Linked DNA regions of Ovis aries: region 2 is linked to region 1. Evidence: chromatin contacts called from public Hi-C data. All regions are on one chromosome and are shown on one strand. The core of a region is the stretch at or near the end of the contact, and the rest is flanking DNA. Distances in the headings are between cores, read along the strand shown.

What was found. Hi-C and Micro-C count contacts between places; a contact is called where the count stands out from the background.
Region 2: a Hi-C map of skin fibroblasts shows a contact between it and region 1, with 2.3 times the contacts expected there. The contact joins the enhancer-like site here to the promoter of HTRA1 in region 1. A contact is called at or near these places in 4 of 16 Hi-C or Micro-C datasets (hypothalamus, omental adipose tissue, skin fibroblasts and 1 more).

What each region holds. Positions count from the first base shown.
Region 1 is chr22:41,805,615-41,809,897 of ARS-UI_Ramb_v3.0, reverse strand. HTRA1 (HtrA serine peptidase 1) reads right to left here and starts at 2,055. Exons shown (of 9, transcript XM_027960635.2): 1 at 1,469-2,055. The coding sequence starts at 1,961.
Region 2 is chr22:41,848,692-41,852,621 of ARS-UI_Ramb_v3.0, reverse strand. All of the region lies in intron 3 of HTRA1 (HtrA serine peptidase 1), which reads right to left. Among named protein-coding and RNA genes, the nearest start is that of HTRA1, 43 kb to the right of the region's middle. Within about 2 kb of position 1,626, at least 4 of the 54 cell types and tissues checked have an H3K27ac peak or open chromatin away from gene starts, as enhancers often do.

The DNA of each region.
Region 1 (4,283 bases), core at 806-3,305:
TGGGTTCAAATTCCAGCTGAGTGACTTTGGACATGTAATTCACCCTTAGCTGTCCCACCTGTTAAATGGAAATGACTTCCCTCCTCTTGAGGCTGTGAAGGCAGAGTGTGGTCACACGTATAACACACCTAGCCCAGGGACTGGGGCGCCCAGTGGGCACCCAATACACATGCATTGTGATGCCCAAACCCAGAGTGGGCAGGTTCACTTCTCTCTGGAATACTCTCCTCCACCCTCTAACTAGGCTGTTTCCTGAGGGCACAGGTTCTGCGTTTCACCCGTACGGCTCTGGCACCCTCCTCCCCAGATCGGTCAGCCTCTGCCGGCCCGGTCGGTCCTAGACCGTTTGCCTACCAAGAAAACCTAGCCCAGCTGCCCGGTGCTGGGCTCCCCTCTTCCCGTTTCCATGCACTGCCCGCGATGAGGAGGCAGCCTTCAGGCTGAGGGCAAGTGCCCTGCCAAGCAGGGCTGGCCCGTCCCCACACCGCTGGATTGGCCGGAGCTGAACTCAGCATTGTTTTTCCATATGGTCTCTGGGACTGGAGAGAAGCATCCTTCGGGAAGGTCCCGCGAGAGAGTTAGAGGATGGCTCCACCCTTCGCTCCCCCCACTCCCAACTCCCTGGCCAGGACGGGTCTTATTGATACAGAAAAGATGCTTCAGGAGGGAAAGGGCTCCACTTTTCCCTCACCCCTAACGCGCTCCCCTCACCCTTGCCTCTGCCTTTCCCCTGATCCACGCTCAGCTTATTCAAATCGAGCCACTTTCATTTTTGTGCGGTTGGCTCAAAACCCGGGAAGCGACGCTGGCATCAGTGCCTGCTACACCTCCTTAAACCGGTACTTGACCGGGAAACCCTGGGGCGGGGAGAAACTGGGGAGCCCCAAGGGCATGGCCACCTCTTTCAAATGAAAAGTTAAAAAAGTTTTCCACCAGGAGATCGCTAATGTGAAACATGAACCCTGTTCATCTTAAGGGGGTGGAGGGTGGAGGGGGGGGGCGGATGAAGAGAAGGAAGGGAAAGCCACAGAAATGAGACTCTGTGGTCCCAACCCCGGGTCTCACTCAGCACTGGACACTTTTCCCAGCCCCGAACTTCTCAATCCTCTTTATGCCCACATTCCCGTCTTGTTTGTCCCCCAGGCCCTGGCACGGTGTGGTTCCCCGCGGGGCAACCAGCAGGCGGCCATGGGCCGGAGGCCCCGGCACCGGGTTCCCAGAGAAGGGGGGGTGGGCTTCGGGATAGAGTAGGGCCAGGGACCGCCACGCGCGGAACGACCTTGGGCTGAGCGCAAAGCTCGGTTCCGAGGGAGCCCGCGGATCGCTACCACCCCGGGGGTCGGTGTCCGCCTCTCCCAGCCAGTGGGTGCCCCCGGAAGACCCAACAAAGCTTCGCGCCCCCTCTCCCGGCCCGTCCGTCCCTCGGGGCCGGGATGTCGCGACCCTGGAGCTCCCGGAGCGCCGGTACCTTGGCCGCAGGCGCCGCGCTGCAGGACGATGACCGGCGGCTGATGCAGCCGCTCGGAGCGACGGCTGGCGGCGCGCAGCTGGCACAGGTTGGTGTAGGTTTTGGCGTCGCTGCCGCACACCGGCTCGTTGCTGGCGCACACGCAGAGGCCAGATTGCGCTCGCCGCCGCACCGTGGCCGAGCCGGGCACCCCGAAGGGCACCACGCACTGCAGCCCCTCGCCGCAGGGGCCCTCTTGCAGGCCGCACTCGGCCCCCTCGGGCGCGCCGCACACTTCGCAGCAGCCGCACGCGTCGCGGACGCGGCCGCCCTCGCAGGATCCCGGCGGCGGGGCGCAGCGCGCGGGGTCGCAGCGCTCGGGACACACGGCGGCGCCCGGCGCCGAGCGGCCGGCCCGGGCCGGCTGCGCCGAGGCGGGCGCGGCTAGCAGCAGCAGCAGCAGCAGCAGCGGCGGCGGCGGCGGCGGAAGGAACGGGGCGCGCGGGGGCTGCATGGCGACTCCGACGGCGGCAGCGGCGGCGGCGGGCTGGGCGAGGGCCGGAGAGCGGCTAAGGGCAGAGCGCGGGAGGGACTCGGGACGAGCGAGTGCGCGCGGCCGCGCGGCCCAGCCCATTGGCCTCGCGGCGGTGACGAGCCGCCTTGGGGACGGGCACGGCGCCCGGGAGGGGGGCCGACCGGATGGCGGGGGGGGCGGTGCGGGCGCGGGGGGGCAAGCGGGCGAACCGGGGACCGCCCGCGGCGGGGCAGGGCGGGCGCGGTGGGTCGTGGGCGCGGGCGAGCGGGCGGGGCGGCGCGCGGGTGGGTCCGCCCGCTCGCGGGGCTCTGCTTCCCGGTCTCCGCTCCCCACGTAGCCGCTTCTCGCGGCTTTCTCCACCGCCACTCGGGACCTTAAAACCAAAAAGAGGCTTCGCACAGAGGAACCCGCGCGGGGCCGGCGCGCGAGCGCCCGGGAAAGTTCCCGCAAACTGCCGAGTTGGGGACCCGCCCGGCCGCGGGAGGGGCCGTGGCTCAGACCCCGGGCCGGGTCACGCGCTCCAGGGCAGGAAGGCGAACATCTCTCTGGAACTGACCCCTGCGCTCAGCACGCGCGACCGTGACCACGGACACCCCCCAGCGAAGAAGGCGGGGCTCGGGGGGCTGGCACAAAGCCAGCGCCCAGACCCGCCGGCAAGTGAAAAAGCAGAGAGCAGAAATGGTTAGCATATAGTCATGCGAGCCATTTAAAAAGTTACGGGTGGGATGCGTGCTTGTGCCTGCCCAGAAGGGCTAGGGAAGGAGACGCGAGAGACTGCGAGGGGCAGGGGGGCGGGAGTTGGTCGCGGGCGGGAGAGGGGCTTTGTACTGATTGAGTCTTTCACCACGTGCGTGATTCTCTCCAAAGGCTATTAAATAAAAGGGCTCGCCTTTGATCTCCTACTCGAGTCTTCGGTGCATCATTTGGGACAGTAGTTAATCTAGGCGTGCCCAGGAGGAGCAAGGGCAACTCCGGAGGTGGTCCCCGTGCCTGGGAGGTGCTAGGCCCGCAGATGGGCAAAGCTGGCACTGGAGGAGCCGGGAGGAGGAGGGCTTGCGCAGCCCTGAGCCAGGGCAGAGGCGCCTAGGGGTGGCTGGTTGGGCACTGGGCTGGCCTTAGAGGGAAGGTAGTGGTGGAGGCTTAGCAACTTTTTGCTGTTCTTCTGTATTTCATTGTTCCCTAGGGTACGGGGTAATTTTCCAACAAAAATAGTTTAACCGTAAAATCTGAATATGTAAACTCCCCCACCACCACCATGGAGAAAGCACCTCCCAAATGTAAGACATGTTAGCGTCCAGGGTCCAGAGGGGTCCCTGGGCCCAAGAAACTGGCCAGCAGGAGGTCCGCATCCTGGGGCATGACAAGATGTTTTGGTCTTGTCCTGAGTGTCTGGACCCCACGGCAGTATTTCCTGAAGCCAGGACCTCACCTTGTGGGAAGGGAGGCCTGCGCTCAAAATTGACTCAGCCCCAGATTTGGAGGGTGCGGGAAGGGGTAATACCTCTGCTGATTAGAGGCTCCAAGTGCTCAACTGGCTGAGACTACCCAAAAAAGAGGAGCTTGGCCTGGTGTCACAGAGGAATAATATGCAAAGTCTATCAGGAAATAAAAAGACTCTCCCTGCTGTAGTCCAGCCAGCAGATGAGATAAACGGGCTCACCACGGTGAAGAGATTGGTGAAAACTTCTTTTCATCCAATACTTGTATTTTACAGATGAGAAAACTGGAGGCCAGAAAGGATAGGTGACTCCCAGGAGCCAGCACCCCTTCTAAACAGGCCATGCTCGGTGGCCCCCATTCTCTACCCTCCAGCCAAGTGGCCAGGCCACAGAGTGAACTAGCTGATTCAAAGCAAAACGTGACCACAGCTTATCCAAGCTCCTTCCTGGCAGAGAATAAGTCCCTGAGTGTCCCACTGAGTCCCCATCACCCTCTCCCCCCAATTCTTCACTCCGTTCCTCCCTGCTGCTTATGCTTTGCTCCCCCAATGCTGAATAACTTGCATTTTCTGGAACATACCTTCCTGTTTAAGGTTTCTCTGACTTAGCTCAAGCTCTCCTATCTGAAGTATCCTTCCTCCCCTCCCAAGGTAAGTTAGCATGACCTAGTGAAGCAGGCAGGAGCCATATCATCTGATGGGCTTGGATTCAGAATCCCTCTCTGGCCCTTCATTCTGTAACTTTCTGCAAGCTGGATCTCAGGGACGTTCACCAGGAAAATGGCAGTGATCTTGGGTCTCCCTGGAAGAACTAATCAAAGCGTATTTTCAGCAATGAAACAACTCCTGTGATGGTTCGCAAC
Region 2 (3,930 bases), core at 377-2,876, 43 kb before region 1:
ACGGCCCAGCACATTCCATTCTTCCCTGGGGGTCATCAGCCACCATCTGGTCACAAGGTTACCCTCAACCATCCTTTCATGGGGGCTGGGGTGATCATGGCCCCCGAGGCTGCCTTAGCCCTCAGGATGTGTCTGAGTTAGGTGCTGGGGAAGGAAGGCATCAGTCCTTCCAATGATATTCAGGGTTGATTTCCTTTAGGATTGACTGGTTTGATAAGTAAGACTACCTGCCTTTTGTTGCAAAACTTCCATATAATCTGGCTCTTCCGCTCTCCTCCTCTGAGCAATTCCCTCAGGATCACTTGAGATGCTATCTCCCTGGACTGAAGTCCTAAAAATTCCCACCCAATAAAATGTAAGTCTCAATGCCTGGGTTGTGACTATTATTTAAGTCACAGGCAGATGGGACAGGCGTTGTACCCAGTCCACACACTAGGGGACCAATGGTCCCACGGCTGATGGCAGTGATCTCACTGAGATCGCAGGTGTTCTCACCAGCCCCCTCTGCCCACTGCCCAGATGCAGCACAAAAGAGCTGCTAGTGCCAGACCTTGTCACAGAGCAGGAAGCAGGAGCAGAGATGACACACAACAGGGCCGTGGGAGAACTGGGGGCAAGTCAGAACAGAGGCGAGATGGAGGGAGCCGAGGCCACACGTCCTCAGGGTAAGGACCCAGGCCACACTGCTTCTCCTAGTGGGAGCCCAAGTTACACTCAGCCAAGCCTGGGCTGGGCGTGGAGGCAGTCTGTGGGGCACCACTTGCTTCATGAGCCCTCTGTGTGGCCTGGCCTCCCCCTGCAGGGTCATCACAGCTCTGATTCCTGCAGGAAGAAATGGCCTGTGGTGAGCAAGCACCCTACCAATGGCTGGCCACAGGCTTATCCCCCAGCATCCACAAAGGGTGGTGCAGAGTGAAGACACAGACAAAACACACACACACACACACACACACACACGGCCACCCTCGGTCTCTAGATAGACTGGGAGCACAATTTCCCAGGGAGGAGGACGTCTGTATTAACTCACTCTGACCTTGGGTCACTTGACAGACTTCTCTGGGTTTCAGTTTGACTACTTCTAAAATAAGGGAGTTGAGCCTGGTGATGTCCAAGGTCACCCCAGCTCTGACAATTAGGGATCTTTCCAGAAGACCTGGTAGATTTCCAAAAAACCTCTTAGCAGCCAATGGTTAAATTGGTGAAATCAACACAATCCTCAGAGCCCTTAATAAATCTCTTCTCATACGACTCCCCAAAGGGGTCAGATGATTCCTGCAGACTCTCACAGCCCAAGAGGAAAGGGGATTCCTGGAATTCTCCAGACGCTGGCTCAGCCAGTAATCATCGAGAGCAGACCTCAAAACAACGATCCATCAACATTTCAGCTTCTGGCCACCCTGGGTTTTGCTTAAAAGCCCTTGAGCGCTCCTCTCATTGCAACCTCATTCCCCAAAGCTTGGAAGGAAGGGCCATAAAACAAACCAATAAAACTAAAAGAAAATTGGCAACTTTTTTTTTTTAACCTCATGACGCAAGCCAACAACTTCTTTCTCTTCCTTACAGAGTATAAAGTGCTCCTGTTACAAAAATATTTTTGTTGCTGAATCTGCAGAAGCCACCATGTCTGCCAGCCGCCCAGCACATGCATTTCCAAGGGGCTGAGGCTCACGGGCTGGTCCTCTGTGTCCGATGAAATTTGCTTCAAAGGCTGATGTTGCAGGAACTGGCTGAGACTCAACTAAGTGATTCAATGTGGTCTTCTGGAAGCAGTTATGCTAACCTTTCATTTTGTTTAAGAAATATGCAATGGGAGGAAAAGGGCATGTACCCCAATCACAGCAAGGAGCAATGCCACTGAACTTGCGTGCTTCCTCAGGAACGGCAAAGTAGACCATAGAGTTCAGGGGGATGTCAGCAGCTAAGACTTGCCTGAGACATGGGGGTCTGGCAAGGAGAGAAGTGAGCCCACGAGGGGCTGAGGGACAGTGGATGAACCAGGGATCTGCTACATAATTTGCAGAGCTCAGGACAAAATAAAAATGTAGACTCCCTTGTTCACAAAGTACATAAGAGGTGCCATTAAAGGCACTAAAATATAAGGCTTTTTTCTTTCTTCTACATGCTCTCTCTCTTCATCTGTCCTGATGTTTTTATTTGCTGTTTAGTGTTGTGCTCCCTGGGGCATGAAGTTGTTCATGCGGTGAGTACAGACCCAGAGCCTCAGACTCAGTACTCTGCTCACCAGCTACTGGACAGACCCACGCACTGTGCCCCAAGCAGGGGCTCAGAAGTTGAGCCAGCCCTCTCCCCATCCCAAGGGCCCACTGCCCCAACCCACAGAGGACAGACTACCCCCAAGGGTGCTGCAACTTCCTTTGGTGCCAGGATGCACCAGGTACCTGGATGGGGTGGGTAGGGCTTGGCCCTGCCTTGTTGCCAGCAGAACGAGCTATAGAGTCATCTATCCGCTGCCCAGGATGCTGCAGGGTATACGTACCCCATGTCTGTATGCCCTGGGGAAGGAGGGTAGCTGTGACTGCCATGTGAGGCCAGGGGTCCCAAGGGCCAGAGGAGCAGGGTAGCCAAGAACCCATCTTGGGGAAGTGGGAAGGCAACAAGAAAAGTGGAAAGGCTCCAAGCACCCAGCATATACTCCGCTCATCAGACTTCACTTACAAAGCACAAATTCAAAGATAAAACCCAAATGGAGAGGACATCCCTGGCGGCTCATGGTAAAGAATCCACTTGCCAGTACGGGGGACACGAGTCCAACCCCTGATCTGGGAGGACCTCACATGCCGCAGAGCAACTAAGCCCACGTGTCACAACTCTGGAGCCGGTGCTCTTGAGCCCAGGAGCCAAAACTACTGAAGTCCTCCCATGCTGTGCAACAAGAGAAGCCGCTGCAGTAACAAGCCTGCGCCCTGCCATGGAGAGTAGCCCCCTCACCGCAACTAGAGAAAAGCTCTCACAGCAACGAAGACCTGGCACAGCCATAAATAGTAAAATCATTTAAAAAATTAAAAGAGATCTCAGAGCGTTAATTGGAGAAGGCAATGGCAACCCACCTCCAGTATTCTTGCCTGGAAACATCCCATGGACAGAGGACCCTGCTAGGCTACGGGGGTCACAAAGCCTACCAGGGAGTCCACGGGGTCACAAAGAGTCGGACACGACTGAGCGACTTCACTTTTCAGAGCGTTAAACCCTCAAGCAGGGTTCTCTTCTGTGAATGCACAGGTCCTGTGATCACAAAGCAGCGGTGCCAGGGGAGGAGGAGGCGGACCAAGAATGAGAAGCTTGGGATTCAGATCAGAGAGGGTGGAGGTCATCAGTGATGACAAGGTCAAGGGTACAACCAAGGGAGGGGGGCTGCAGGAAGCAGGTGAGTTGAGAGGCTGAGCCAGGAAGGATCTCCTACATGGCACTGAGATCACAGCATACACAGAACTCGGAAGGACAGTGTCATCAAATTACCACCATCTGTTTCCACAAATTGACATCTTATTGCTGCTGTACCGGGAGGGGAGGAGAAGAGGTTCGATATGCGAGGTGGTGGGTGGGGGTGACTGGAGTGGGGGTGTTCAGGCGGGACAGATAAGAGAAGTGATGGAGAAGGAGGGAAGGAGAGAAAAGAAACAGAGGATGGTTACAGAAAAACAAAAGAGAGAAAAAGCAAATCAACCAACCTAGTCCTCCTCACTGTTTACGCACACCCCCATAATGTCTAGTCTCCCTTAAGCTATATCAAGAAACGCGGGCCTTTCAAAGATCCCCTTACTCTTGCTGTTTAAACCGCAAAAGTCAACATTTTTATATGGAAGCCCAAGGGCCAGCAACTGTATATATTCTCTGGCATCAAGAGGAGGAAAAACATTGTCTCATTGAGTGCAACTTGCCTTCCCCATCCGCCAGCTCCTCTGCTTCTAT